2 separate regions of the Zea mays genome follow, and region 1 is linked to region 2. Evidence: chromatin contacts called from public Hi-C data. All regions are on one chromosome and are shown on one strand. The core of a region is the stretch at or near the end of the contact, and the rest is flanking DNA. Distances in the headings are between cores, read along the strand shown.

Region 1 (6,827 bases), core at 3,446-5,945, 800 kb before region 2:
CATTGCGTGTAATAAACTAATAAATTACTGAACTAGCATACGTTCCTAGTTTCTACTTTCGCGTCCTACCGTCCTCTCTCCCACATATTCAGCATTTTGGCACTCTTACAAAAAATAGCTGCGCGCATCTGATGCCGGCAGGTTCACGGCTGAACTCTTTAATTCATTAGCTTTCCACAAAATTTCTGCTATGGAAGCACTAGATTAAAAAAAACTGCCTTAAAAGATATTTACCATAGTAATGGATAAATACTTCTTTCCGCTTGGGTTCTTTTTTTTACCTACTTTGACTAGCAATCTTTTTGACGGAATCTAAGATAGGGACATGCTTGTTTGAGATTGCAGAAAAATGATTTATGAGAAAAAAAAGTTAGAAGTACAGCTGAAGTTTGTTACTGGTAATATTAGAATTCTCGTGGTGTATAAATGAGAAGCGATGTTGAACTAAGAACACGGATTTTAAAGTCCCTTATTTTAAAATTTTCAACAGCAGATGCGGAACGGGCCAATAAGAACATCTCTAAAAGTCCTTCTAAATTTCACTCTTTGGAGAGTCATTTGCATAAAAAACAATTTCTATATCTTTTTTAATCTTCAGCGGTTTTGCTATATCTTATTTGCACTCTAAAGAGCCATTCACATTTTTTTTATCTTTGATTAGCGAGAAACCGAAAATAGAAGATGACTATATTTGGATAACTATTTAAATAAGTTGTAAGTTGTTAATGGTAATTTTTTTACAAAAATCTCTGTTCATATTAACTAAAAAATATAGAAAGTTTGTTGAGTTGCTCTAAAGCCGATTATTTACTCTTCCCCCTGCTATAGGGCTAGTGGCCAGCTCTGTTTTCCGCAAAAACATATTCATTCATATGCTTAAAAAAGTACTAGCTCTATTTTCAAATCTATGCCTTTTTCGTAAACTAGTTATTTCATTTCGAACAAATTAGTTTCCTAAAATTTCATGATTCTTAAAACCAAAGGCAACGGTTCTCTATTCCAACAAAATAAAAAAAATGTTATTAGACAAAAGTTGGCTATGTCCAAAATGTGCTTGAAATGCACATATTTTATTAGATTCATGTAAAAATTACCCAATACAACTGAAGTTTGTCGGTGTTGAACGTTAAAATTGTCAAAGTTGAGACGTATACTTAACTACTTGAGTTTAAGTATGGAATTTGAGAAAGTATACGCTGGGTACTTGTCGAGATTTTTTAAAAGAACAACAACATGACAACACTAATGAAGTTAAACAAGCACCCTTCCGCTAAAGGAGTTGGAGGTAAGAACACTTAAAATGTTAATAGATCAATGCTTTTGAAGTTCATTGCTTTGCTTTCTATGTGCATGAATACGAGTTTAGCATATAACATTGTGACACCCTCTCCGTTTCGAAGGTATCGAAGGGAGAGTGGTGGTTTCATGTGAGTGTTTGAAGGACATTAAAAGCAAGCATGAGAATATGTTGTGTTCTCTGCTACTCATAACGTGCCACACACGTTCATAAATGTGTTTTTTTGTTTCAAACCCTCGTACAAGCACCGACTCCTTTCCCTTCCCGCCACCCAGAATAAGACAATAGAACGGAATCTACCTCACTTTTCCCGCGCTGTAGAGCTAACGACTAGTTCTACTTCCCGCTAAAAAACATATACGTTTATAAAAAAACACCCCGCTCTATTTTTAAAATATATGCCATTTGTGGCAAAGCAGAACACTTTTAAACTAATTAAAAAATATTCTAGATTGCCATAAAATTTAAAAAGAACGACAGCATGGCAACACTAATCAAGTTAAACAAGCACCCTTCCGCTAAAGGAGTTGGAGGTAAGAACACTTAAAATGTTAATAGATCAATGCTGTTGAAGTTCATTGCTTTCTATGTGCATGAATACGAGTTTAGCATATAACATCGTGTCGCCCTCTCCGTTTCGAAGGTATCGAAGGGGAGAGTGGTGGTTTCACGTGAGTGTTCGAAGGACAATGAAAGCAAGCACGAGAATATGTTGTGTTCTCTGCTACTCATAACGTGCCGCACGCGTTCATAAATGTGTTTTTTTTCAAACCCTCGTACAAGCACCGACTCCTTTCCCTTCCCTTCCCGCCACCTAGAATAAGACAATAGAACGGTTATCTACCTCACTTTTCCCGCGCTGTAGAGCTAACGACTAGTTGTACTTCCCGCTAAAAAAACATATACGTTTTATAAAAAAAGTACTTCGCTCTATTTTTTTAAATATATGCCATTTGTGGTAAAGCAGAACACTTTTAAACTAATTGAAAAATATTCTAGATTGCCATAAATTTTAAAGCTAGAGGCAGCGGTTTTTATTATTCCAACAAGACCAACGGACGTGTTTAGTATACAAAGGTCGGCTACTCGGCTCTCTTTGCTGTCCAAAATGTTAATGGCGTGCTGCTATAATATAGGGAAGAACGGGAATAACTAATGGACAACCTCTAAGCACGGGGCACGCATCGGTGGCTAATTTACATCGTATCGTTACTGATCAAACCTAGATCAAAGGTCAGGATTAAGCATGGAGATGATTCCTTCGTATTAAAATCGAAATTTTGGAATAGTTAAAAACTTTACCAATTTATCTAGATTTGTAGGAAAAAAAATATATTTATATATCTAAATAAGTTTGGTATGAAAAATAAATCTAAAGATCTATATAATAATACTAGCTACACAATATAAATATAAACATTATGTGCATATAGTTGATTAAAGTTAACTTTAGAAAACGAAGAAAGGTCAACTATTTTAGAACCGAATGGGTAAAAATAGCTAAGACGAGACAGAATTATAATTGACCGGGGCATGTGCAGTTTCCCCTCCGGGCCTGGCACGCAGGGCTCCTCACCACGTGCAACCCCCGGAATTAGCAGCAGCGCCTCCATGCATATGCATGGCTCCATCACCCACCAGAGTACCAGACATCGGGCCGGGCTGTTCGCTTCGTCCACCCATGTCATGTACATGGATGGGATTAGATCGGAGTAGCGATGCACACGGTTCCTCTGCCCCAGAAGCAAAGCCATAGGGGAATTGCCTGCGCGGCGCCCTCTCTCCTTTTGCAGCTTCCGTCGCAGATTCGGCGGACGGTGCTTTCGTTTCGTGGTCGCACACTCGCACGCTGCCTCTGCCTGTAGCGAGTATATGCGTATGCGTGCGTGCATGCCATGGTTGACTTGTCCGCAAGAGCTGCCGCCCGCCGGCCTATTCCTACCACTACTATCTTTTCAGAACCCGAGCAGCGCGAGAGGAAGTGACGAGCGCGCGAGATCGATCACCCGTGAGCTGGTGCGTTGTTTCTCCGCTAGATTCGTGTTCCACTGCTGCTGGTGATCGATTTAGAACCAAGCTAAGCTATAGATAGTCGAGTACCTAGGATCGAGAGCATGCTTTTGTTTATCCCATTCGATCGTGAGAGCTCGTATATATTCTACCTAATACACACGATACGTGCTCTACTAGTCTCAAATCAAAAAAAAAAAAAAAGAGGAACGGGGAAAAGGCCACACTACACTACACTACGGGAGAAAGCAACGTGCTCTACTAGCGGTAAGCGAGGAAAAGGTACCGTCACTACTATGAAAGGAAACAAGAGTCTCTAGAGGCCTGTTTGGTTCACTACCTCAGTTGCCACACTTTGCCTAACTTTTCTGCCTAAGGTTAGTTATTCAATTCGAACGACTAACCTTAGGCAAAGTGTGACACATTTAGCCACAAACCAAACAGGCCTATCTGGCATAAATAAAGGCCTCGCTCCCTTCGCTTTGAGCAAATTGGTGGAGTTTGTTTTAATTTGGGCGTTTAATTGGAGGGTATCTTCTCGCTCGTGCACGACCTGAGAATAAGGTATATTCACCGTCTCGTCGTCTAGGTTCTGCTAGCTGCATGCCGCACACACACATTTTTTTTAAAAAAAGAAGGGATTCCGTAAGTGCCACTCGACTATCTTTCTCGATTAAACTACTAATGTATATATAATCGCCTTTTATGATGCGACAACTTTCTCTTAACACAATTACTAATTGTCTATGAGTTTATTGGATTAAATATGTACGAAACTGTAAGTGTTGTTTCATCTCTATATTTTATTTTGTCCGATGTAACGTCTTAAAAAATAATCTCACATAATTCTGCACTTAAAATAGCCCAAGCAGGCAAAGAGACTTCCCAGACTTGTAGCTGGAACAATTTAGTCAGTAGCGAGGAGTTCCAGAGTTCACAGCAACAGTTTGGTCGACCGTAACCATAGCAAGACTACAGAAAATTCGGAGGAGTGGCATGGAAAACTTTCCACGAAAAGTTTGTACCTCCGAAATGTAGGATAATGCTACGAGAGCCTATGACCTATATATATACGGGTTTCTTTGATTTTTTTTTCTTTTGGTCATTCAGCCTGTCATTCTGAGAAGCACGACTTCACGAGGCACGAACAAAAAAAGGGGGGAAATAAAAATTATATCAGTATTCCGAAATAAATAAAAGGCACAAGAAAGAAAAGAAAAGAAAAGAAAATAGGGGCCTCGAAGTTGAAGTAGAGAGAGAAAATAGGTGCCCATACGCCCACGCCCAATAGGCTTCTCTGGCGCTGTACCTTTCAGCTTTATAATCTGCCCCCCAAGCAAATCCCACAGCCAGGCTCGCCCACTCTCTCCCTCCCCCCTCCTCTTCCTCTCTCTCTCTATCTCTCTCTCAGTCTCTCTCTTCCTCCTCAAAACTCTCTCTCCCAGCACTGAAAATTCTCCACATACTCTGCTGCTGCTAAGTGGTGGCATCTCGTTTAGGCGAGATCCCCCTCCTCCCCCGCTTTCCACTCCTCTCCTCCACCCTAGTCGACTCCTTCCCTGCAATCCGCTGGCCGGCTCACAGTACCAGAGGAGTCCACCGGAGGAGCTCAGCTAGACTCCCACCCTGGTGGCTCGATCGGCACCGGCCGCTGCCTGCGAGACTCCGCCAGGTAGATCCTGCCCTCTCGCTGAATTCCGATTCCCTTTCGGCGTCCACGTGACGGTCTGAGGCGTGGGGGGAGTGCTGAATTTTGGCCTCCTCGTCCTTCTACGTCCCAATTCTGCCCGGACCCGCCGAGAATTGCCCGTTCTCGGGACGCCGGGCGTGCTGTTCACGGCATGCGGTGCTTTGATCTGTGAATTCTGGGAGACGGAACCACCTTTTCTCTCTCGCCTTTACCCGAAATCTCCTGTAAACTGTGGGTGACAGTGATACCACTCTCTGCCTGGGTGTTCCGTTCTTAAGATCAAGTGCTGGACAGTCTAGTCTAGCCGTTAACTAAGTCCTTGCTTCCTTTTTTTTTCACTCTCTCTGCTGGATTGGGGAATTTGGTGGTTTCCATCTACCAGTAAATCAGTAATGCTCCTTTCATGCTTATTATCTTGGATATAATTCAAGTGGTAATCTGCTGATCCTGCTTCCACTCTGTTCCGTGCAATACCCTAACAGCGCGCGATGTACCGGGTGAAGAGCGAGGGGGAGGGCGAGGGCGAGGGCGACTGCGAAATGATGCTGCAGGAACAGATGGACTCGCTGGTGGCCGACGACGTCAGCAGCGGAGGAGGGTCGCCTCACAGGGGCGTCGGCACGCCCCTGAAGAAGGGGCCATGGACGTCCGCGGAGGACGCCATCCTGGTGGACTACGTTAAGAAGAACGGCGAGGGCAACTGGAACGCGGTGCAGAAGAACACCGGGCTGTTCCGCTGCGGCAAGAGCTGCCGCCTCCGGTGGGCGAACCACCTCAGGCCCAACCTCAAGAAGGGGGCCTTCACCCCCGAGGAGGAGCGCCTCATCATCCAGCTCCACGCCAAGATGGGGAACAAGTGGGCGAGGATGGCTGGTCACGTAAGTGCCATGTCCAGTATTTGATTCCCTGTTCTGCACATCGGTATTTCGTATTTCATCTGCACATGCCGAATACTTGATTCCCTGCTCTGTGTGTTCGTTGGGTCTTTATTACGTACGTGCAGTCTTTAATTCAAGATGTGTATATCTGTAGTTATATTTAGCGAACTATTCTATTTCGCGTCACGTACTGGAACTGTAATGATTTGTCCATATTGCTAAATGTTGATGTTCTGCAGTAACTTATCTGATTTCCCACTTGAATTAAGTAAATACCGATCTTTTGGTTCAAAATTTAGGGTGCTCACGTTCCTGTAGCAACCTGCTCAAATCCTCCTGGCTCCTGGTATAAAAGATTCTGGTGCACAAGTGCTAATTTTCTAGTATCACTCCTGACCTGATGTGTAATACCAAGCCTTGATCACTTTCAAATATCTTTTTAGCTTTGACCTTCAACTCCATATGACTTGTCATTGTTACTCTTTTATGGATAAAGACGTCGTAGGTAGTCATATTCAAAGGTAGGAATACTTCACCTGAGCAGCAAAGGTAGGCAGATAGCTATTGCAGACTCTGACTCTAATTTCTGTCACTAAAATCACGTTAACCCTTGATACCAACTTTTTCTTGAAATTTCACAATCATCTGGAGGGCACTCAACAGGAGCCATTAATAGAGCAGGTCATTAGATGCTTCAGAAAATCATGGAGCTGGAGCTGTAAACCTTTAAAAGATATTTAGATAAGTCATTTTGTTTATTATTTAGATTAAAAATATTTTTAAAACTAATTAAATTGATATTAAAAAGTACAGCTCCACACTAGAGCTGGAACCTGGAGCTATCCCAAACACCCCTTAATATGCCTTACCTGTGTGTATATGTTCCTAGGGACTTCCTATTTTTACCCTGAACAATTTGTACATATATTTTTCTATACTGGCGTCATTAACC
Region 2 (7,015 bases), core at 16-2,515:
GCTAGTAGCTAGCTCAAGCAGATCCGATCCGCCGTTAAGTTGAAGACTCTTAACAAGGAGTACGCAGCAATAATTAACAAGCTAATTAAATACACGATAAGGCTCTCCCTTGACCTCTATAGCTAACAACAAGCAATGTACTCTCCTTCGCTTCGCTACTTATAAAACTCTCAAGACAGCAGCAGCAGCTCCATGCCATGGTCTTCATTCCTGATTCCTGTCTGAGACGTACGCTAGCTTCAAGCCTTCAAACCTCATGGTCATGGCCTCCCAGGGCTTCTCGGTTCATGGCGGTTGTTGGCACCGGACCCAGGGTAGTCGTTGACCTCGATGTCCATCCTCACCGCCACCTCGCCGCCGGGGTCTCGAGCTCCCACCGCACCAGCACCAGCACCCGCACCCTGTATAGTACACAGAGACGACGACGTACACAGACAAATTTAAAGATTAGCTGGGTTCGTTATTGGTAGTAGTGCGTGCGTGTGCGTCAGATATTTACAAAAAGACTTGATGATGACATCGACGAGCAGTCAACTGACGGACAGCTAGCGTGCAAGTAGTAAAGTTGACACGATTGTGTTGTTGCACGCACAAACCTTTATTTTTGCCTTTGTGGCGGGAAAGGTGTCGTGAGTGGGGTGGGGCACGCGAATTGCAAGTTTGCAACTGTGTGTGCGAGTGGCCATGCATGTGACCTGCACTATGGCCGGCCTGCAGCCCTGCATGCCCAGCTAACAGTGCATGTGAGTGGAGTGCCCCTGCCCCCAAGCACAAGCTTTTTGTGCGCAGTTGTTGTGGTGTGGATACGCGACGAAATCTACCAAGCCGCAGGACGAGAAAGAGATCGAGCGAGCGAGCGAGCGCGACCGACCTGCTGGGCGGGAGCGGGAACCTCCGGAGCAGGGTCATCCGCGGGCTGCAGGCGGTTCCTCGTCAGCGACAGGCTTCCTGCGAAACACAACAGGACAGCAGGTAGCTAGTGAGAGAAAGCATGGTATAGATAGACAGACAGATACATAGGCTAGCCAACGAAGAAGAAGAACGCAAGGACGACGGATGACTGGTGTGTGCTTACTGGACAGAGGCGCAGCAGAGGAAGACCGGGGAAGAAGAAGAAGGAGGAGGAGGCAGGAGAGCTTGAGGCAGAGGAGGGCAAGCGAAGCCGTCTTTTTAGATGTGAACTCCATCACCGCGCGCCGCAGCTGCGGCCACCGCAGACCACAGGACAGAGGAAAGACACAAGGCAGAGAAACCGCTCTATTCGTTGAGCGGCGCTCTCGATCTTTCACACACACAAAAAAAAAAGGTTGAGTAGGTCCCTCCCAGTCCTCGGCTACCACACAAATGAAATGGGGGAACTGTGGGCTGTGGCTGGTGCCTCTCGCGCCAGGCATGCAGATGAAGTGGGGGGGATTTTATACACAGCTCAAGACAGCTCCCTCTCTGTCACACACACACACACTCTCTCTCTCCGCCGCTTGGTTGTGAGTGTGGGTGCAGCGCAGGCCTGAAAGTCAACTCGCACAGCTTGGTTCGCTTTATCCATTTCAGAGCGAGGGGGAGGAGGACCGAGACCGACCGATGGTGGAGGATGTGTCGTTTCCGGGACATGTGTCTTTTGGAGCTCTTGATTTCCCTCTGACCGCTCGATGCTGCTTTTGGAGTGCTGGCCCGTGCCCCGTGGTGGTGAGGGGCGACGGCCGACGGCCGAAGCGTTGTCGCCTGCGTTGGCCTGGTGCCGTGCGTGGTGGGCGCAGCGCAGCTGGCATGTGTCCACGGGTCCGTGTGAAGTGCGAACCCCACCTACCATCCGCACGCACCCGCCCGGCCGGATCTCTCTGGTCAAAGACGCAGTCGGGGTGTCCTCCAAGAGCTTAGTAATTTACTGATTTTGTACGTATCTCGTAGTACGTGCATGGGGCAACTCTGAGCTGTCGGATGTACGTAGGGACGGCGTGCGGTGACTGTTGTGCGTTGCGAACCAACTGTGACGCAGCAAGTTGTCTCAGTTAGGTATTTGGGTGCATGCTGATCAACGAAGTCCCAGTTTGCATCGCAAGTACGAGCACAAAACGGCAGGATTCCTCCCACCCAATCCTCTGTGGCGCGCGGACGGCGAAATGAAAAAAAAAAGGTGATCGTATCGTGCATGAGTACACTACGGGAGATGGTGTGTAATCCACTGCGGTGCGGGATCCCACGTTCCCACGGCGCAGTGCATATACCTAACCTAACCTAGCTAGCTAGCTAGCTGGCTCGATCGACATCTTGGTCGGGAAGGCTTAATTAGGAATAGCATGTTTTTTTCGCGCTGCAAGGCATGCTGCTTAGTGGTCATCAACATTAAATAGCCGTGATAGCTGACACGTTCGGGCCATTCTACCATCCTGACTGGGACGACCTCGCCGGCTTGAAACCGTGACATACAGCTGACATGACATCGTGCCGTTGGATGGGGCGTACGGTACGGGCAGCACGGCGTTAACCATTGTACCACGAGCTTATCCATGTGTTAACCATTGTACCACGAGCTTATCTACAGGTCGTTTTTTATTTTATTTTATCCTTTTTTTGATAATACCTTTTCTATAGTAATTATTTGCGTTAGCAGTTTACTTTTGAGTGGCTAGGCCCTGCGTGCATTCACAGTGCTAATGGAGCAGCTAGCAAACTCAAAATAAACAGGCGACCTGGCTACCCTGCTTCAACATGAGCCAGCCCACTGAGCTAGATGGGCCGGCATCATATAAAACAGTAATCTGGGCATTTGAACTGCACCCAATGGGCCCACAGACCCATAGGAACAGCCCGAACCGCCCCCTTACCCAATAGGCCCACAGAACACTGGACCGTCCGGTCACAACGAGATATTTATCTCTCCATGCTCCGTCCGCCGCACCGTGCCGTTTCGGCTGCGCGCCTGCGCCACCCCATCCCGAGGCGGGGAGAAATTTGTGATTTTGGGAGGCCGGGAGAGCGGAAGCGCAAAACCCTCTTTCAGTCTTTCTGCTGCTCCGGCACCATGGGCGGCACGTCCAAGCTGCTCTCCTCCCTCCTCCTCACTTCCTCCCCGCTACGCCTCCGACCCACTACTGCCGCCGCCGCTGCGCTCTTCCTCACCCCGCCCGCGGCGGCCTCGCGCCGCCTGCTCCTGCTCTCCTCGCCTTCCCCGCCCCGCACCCTCTCCACCTCGTCCTCTTCCCTTCCGCACGGCTCCAGCCAGGCCTCCCCGGCGCCATCGCCCCGAGCTCCATTCCCCGAGTGGTCCCGCCTCGTCGACCGGCTTGCCGCCGCCGGATACGGCTCCGGCGCTCCCTTTGCCGCTGACGATCTCGCGATCGCCCTTGCCTCCGGATGCGGCCTGTCGGACGGGGCGCTGGCCGCTGTTTCCACCTGCCTCGCATTCGCGCGGGACCGGCCTGACCTCCTCAGGTGAAGAGAATCGCTCGGCTGGGTACCTGACTGAGCTTTGGCTGGGGTCGAAGTCTCTTAGTTTCTGTCTTGCTCACTAATTCGGGCGTGTGTCCAGTTCTCTTCCAAGGAAGGATGTGAAGATCCTGGTGGCCAATGCGGCGCCGTCCCTGTTCAAAGACGGGGAGGCATCAGCGCTGCGGCTTCGGCGCTACCTTGCTGGGGAAGAAACCGATGTATGTATGTATGTCATCAGGCTTCCGCTAATTGGTCACATTTCGTTGCTGCTAGTTTGGGCTAGTAACTGTTAGTTCAGTTATCTGCTGGATATGACCTTGTTCAGCCCAACACACTAAACATGTGAAAATTTTGCCAGGTCATTGTTTCGGACAGAGCTGAAACTGTCGATATTGTTCGATATCTGCTAAGTTACACATACGGTTCTTCTGTCAGCGACTCAGAACACAAGAAACTTATTGATTCTGCCGTGAGAAATATCATGGCTGAGTTAGTGAGTTTTAGTGGTCTTTCCCAATCGTCCACTTTTGAGGAATCAACTCCCAACCAAATTTGCTCGAGTCAGCTTGAACGATTTTCCAGGCCTCCAGGGCAAAATATCGAAATGAAGCGAGGTGACTGGATTTGCACAAGGTATGCCACTTCTAACATTCTTCTTCTTTTGTTTAACATTTGTGCTCCGCTCAATGCCTTGTATTGAAGTATGAACCTACCCTATTATTCATTTTGCTACTAGATATGGTGTATCTAAAATGCGTACCCAATTTTTCCAACCTGATACTATGGTCACATTAACCTGTAACTTTCTACTTGCTTTTTCTATAATATACTCCGTATGTTCTTTCATCTGCTACTCATTTTTTTTGTATGAAAATTGCTTTGCAACTTGCAGATGTAGCTTCATGAACTTTGCAAGAAATGTTAGGTGTCTTGAGTGCAATGAGCAGCGGCCAAAGAAGATGCTGACTGGTGGAGAGTGGGAATGCCCTCAGTAAGATCTGACATGCTAATTGCTAAAATATTTGTATTAAGCTTATATATCTTTGAAATAGCTGACTGTGTTTTGTTCTTTTGCTAAGGTGTGATTTCTATAATTATGGGAGGAATATGTCATGTTTAAAATGTGATTGCAAGAGGCCAGCAACAATCCCATCGATTCCTGCATCTGTTGGTTCTGGTTTAGGTGGTGTGGCACAGCTTCTTAGTGTAACGAGTGCTGGTAAATCTGAAATTGAGAGAAAACTTGCTGAAAGTGATAAAAAAGCAGAAAGATGGTTGAGCAAAGTATCTCAACTTCAAGATTCAGCTGACTTAAGTAGTCTAGCAGAAGATGAGGACTTTCCTGAGATTATGCCTATGCGCAAGGGGGTGAATAAGTTTGTGGTGAGCATGCACAAAACACCACTGGAAAGAAGGCTTACAAATGCACAGTACAGAAGTAACAATAGCCCCCCAGCATCCGACCCAAAGATAAGTCAAACTTTGGACAGGATACTTGGGCGTTCAACTCCTACTACAGCCCCAAACAATCAATCTGTTACTAGTGATGCACCTACTGAAGCTCTGAAGAAATCAACAGACCACCTCGGTGGCATTGATCCTGTTCCGTTTGTGCCCCTGTCTGCAGATCTCTTTGCAAAACCACAGACTAATAATGGACAGAGCAATCAGAATGGAAAAATCAATGCAGAAGATGACAGTTCCATGGTAAATAATGCAGTCCCTTTACCTGAGAGGCAAAGCACAGGATCATTAGATACCGCTGAGATATGGTCTGAGAAAGTAGCAGAACCTGACAATGCAAAGGATTCCCCAAGTGCAGTTTCTGATGAAAATTTTCCTGAGATTATGCCAATAAGGAAAGGTGAAAACCGATTTGTTGTTAGTAAGAAAAAAGATCGCTCATTGACATCACAACAGTACAAAAGGCGCAGTATTCTTGAGCAGGCAGACAGTTCTGATTTTGTCCCATTTGTTCCATTTCCTCCTGGCTACTTTGCCAAGAAAGATACACCAATAGAGAGTACTACAGACACAGGAATCGTGCCCGAAGGCAGTCAACCAAAAGGTAACCTGAATAATGGGAACTGGAACATAAATTACAATAAGCATCAATCACAATCTCATGGGGCACAATGTAGGCCTAGTGGTGCTGCATATACTGGCACTCGGATCATGGGCAACTCCCAGGGGAACTACAATGGGAGCAATGGTGAATCTACTTACCATGGAGCTAACTTTGAACAGGAACCTTATAACAAAGGTTATAGGAACAACAACTATTGGAGCAGTGATAACAATAACAGCAACAATGCCTGGAGTAACAACAGCAATTTTAACAACAATAATGACTGGAGTGGTAACAATTCCTATAACAGCAGTACTGAGAACGGTAATAGCAGCTACAACAGTAGTCATGGTTATAACTACAATGGTACATGGAGCGACAGCAACCACAGTGCATGGAGCAGTAGCAGCAGCAACAATAACCAGAGTGGTTCATTTGTTGATAATAACAGTGTCACTAGCAGCCGCAGTTCCATGAATGATGCAAATCACGTGAGTCACAGCTCAGGTTATGGAGGAAGCTCAAACAGAGGTTATACTGGAAAGAGCTTGGAAGGATCTGCTGTAAAGGATCCTGATCCACTAGACATGTCCGAGGAAGCTAAGGCTGAGAGATGGTTTAGGAGGGCAGCTCAGATAAAGGACATCTCTGAGCTAGCGAACATTCCGGACGAGGACTTCCCTGAGATAATGCCGATGAGGAAGGGGGTAAACAGATTCGTTGTGAGCAAGAGGAAGACACCATTGGAGAGGAGATTAACTTCCCCACAGTACAGAAGGAACCTGCCAATTGTCAGATCTGAAACGGACGAGGATGCTAGCTGAAAACAGAGGTATGATTGCCTGCATACCAGTACGGCAGTATACCACCACAGCCTTAACTGTGATGCGATTGCGATGTACCATTTTTATTTGTGACGATAAGCGAGCGATCGGAAACAGAAATCATGGAAAACAATACCCCAAGATAGTTTTCTGTATAGTAAAATTTTGTTCGCAAGCCTGAGGTTTGCGGGATTGTCTTTGCTACTTCTAAACTATACAGATTTGCGTTGTACTAAAACCCTTTTTAACATTCAACCTCCGTTTTTTTTATTCCAACCATTTTAAAGCTATCTGTAAAAATAACATCATAAAAAAGTTACAAAAACTACATCAAAAAAGAATTACCAAAGCTGATCTGTTTGGCCGCCACAAACTTCGGACATGTTTTGTTGACTGTCTAACTTGGTTTGTCTTTTTTTGATTTAAGATTAGTTTTTTCAATTTGACTGATTAAGGTTCTGTTTATTTCAGATTATAATCTGCTCAGATTATATAATCCAGCGGATAAACAAACATCCAGATTATAGATTCAGATTATATAATCTGAAGTACAGATTATAATAATTTCATAATCTCCTAAAAATAACTTATTTTAAATTATTTTTAGCAAAAGTCCACCCACTACCTATGGTTATGTTATGTACATAAAAATTACAAAATCTGCCATGTCCTTTCTATTCTATCAGCCGCCCAT

The links. A called contact is a pair of places that touch in the nucleus more often than the background predicts.
Region 1: a contact with region 2 is called in a Hi-C map of tassel, with 2.0 times the contacts expected there. The contact joins the promoter of LOC100191731 here to the promoter of LOC100278676 in region 2. A contact is called at or near these places in 3 of 25 Hi-C or Micro-C datasets (ear, endosperm and tassel).

Annotation. Positions count from the first base shown.
Region 1 is chr3:192,103,994-192,110,820 of Zm-B73-REFERENCE-NAM-5.0, reverse strand. It overlaps LOC100191731 (MYBGA transcription factor), which reads left to right and starts at 4,695. Exons shown (of 4, transcript NM_001137160.1): 1 at 4,695-4,979; 2 at 5,480-5,875. The coding sequence starts at 5,486.
Region 2 is chr3:191,295,825-191,302,839 of Zm-B73-REFERENCE-NAM-5.0, reverse strand. It overlaps LOC100278676, which reads right to left and starts at 1,265. Exons shown (of 3, transcript NM_001151875.2): 1 at 1,076-1,265; 2 at 872-948; 3 at 74-401. The coding sequence starts at 1,187. The coding sequence ends at 261. It overlaps LOC103651081 (zinc finger protein VAR3, chloroplastic), which reads left to right and starts at 2,901. Exons shown (of 5, transcript XM_008676685.4): 1 at 2,901-3,432; 2 at 3,530-3,651; 3 at 3,788-4,062; 4 at 4,322-4,420; 5 at 4,509-6,597. The coding sequence starts at 3,568. The coding sequence ends at 6,321.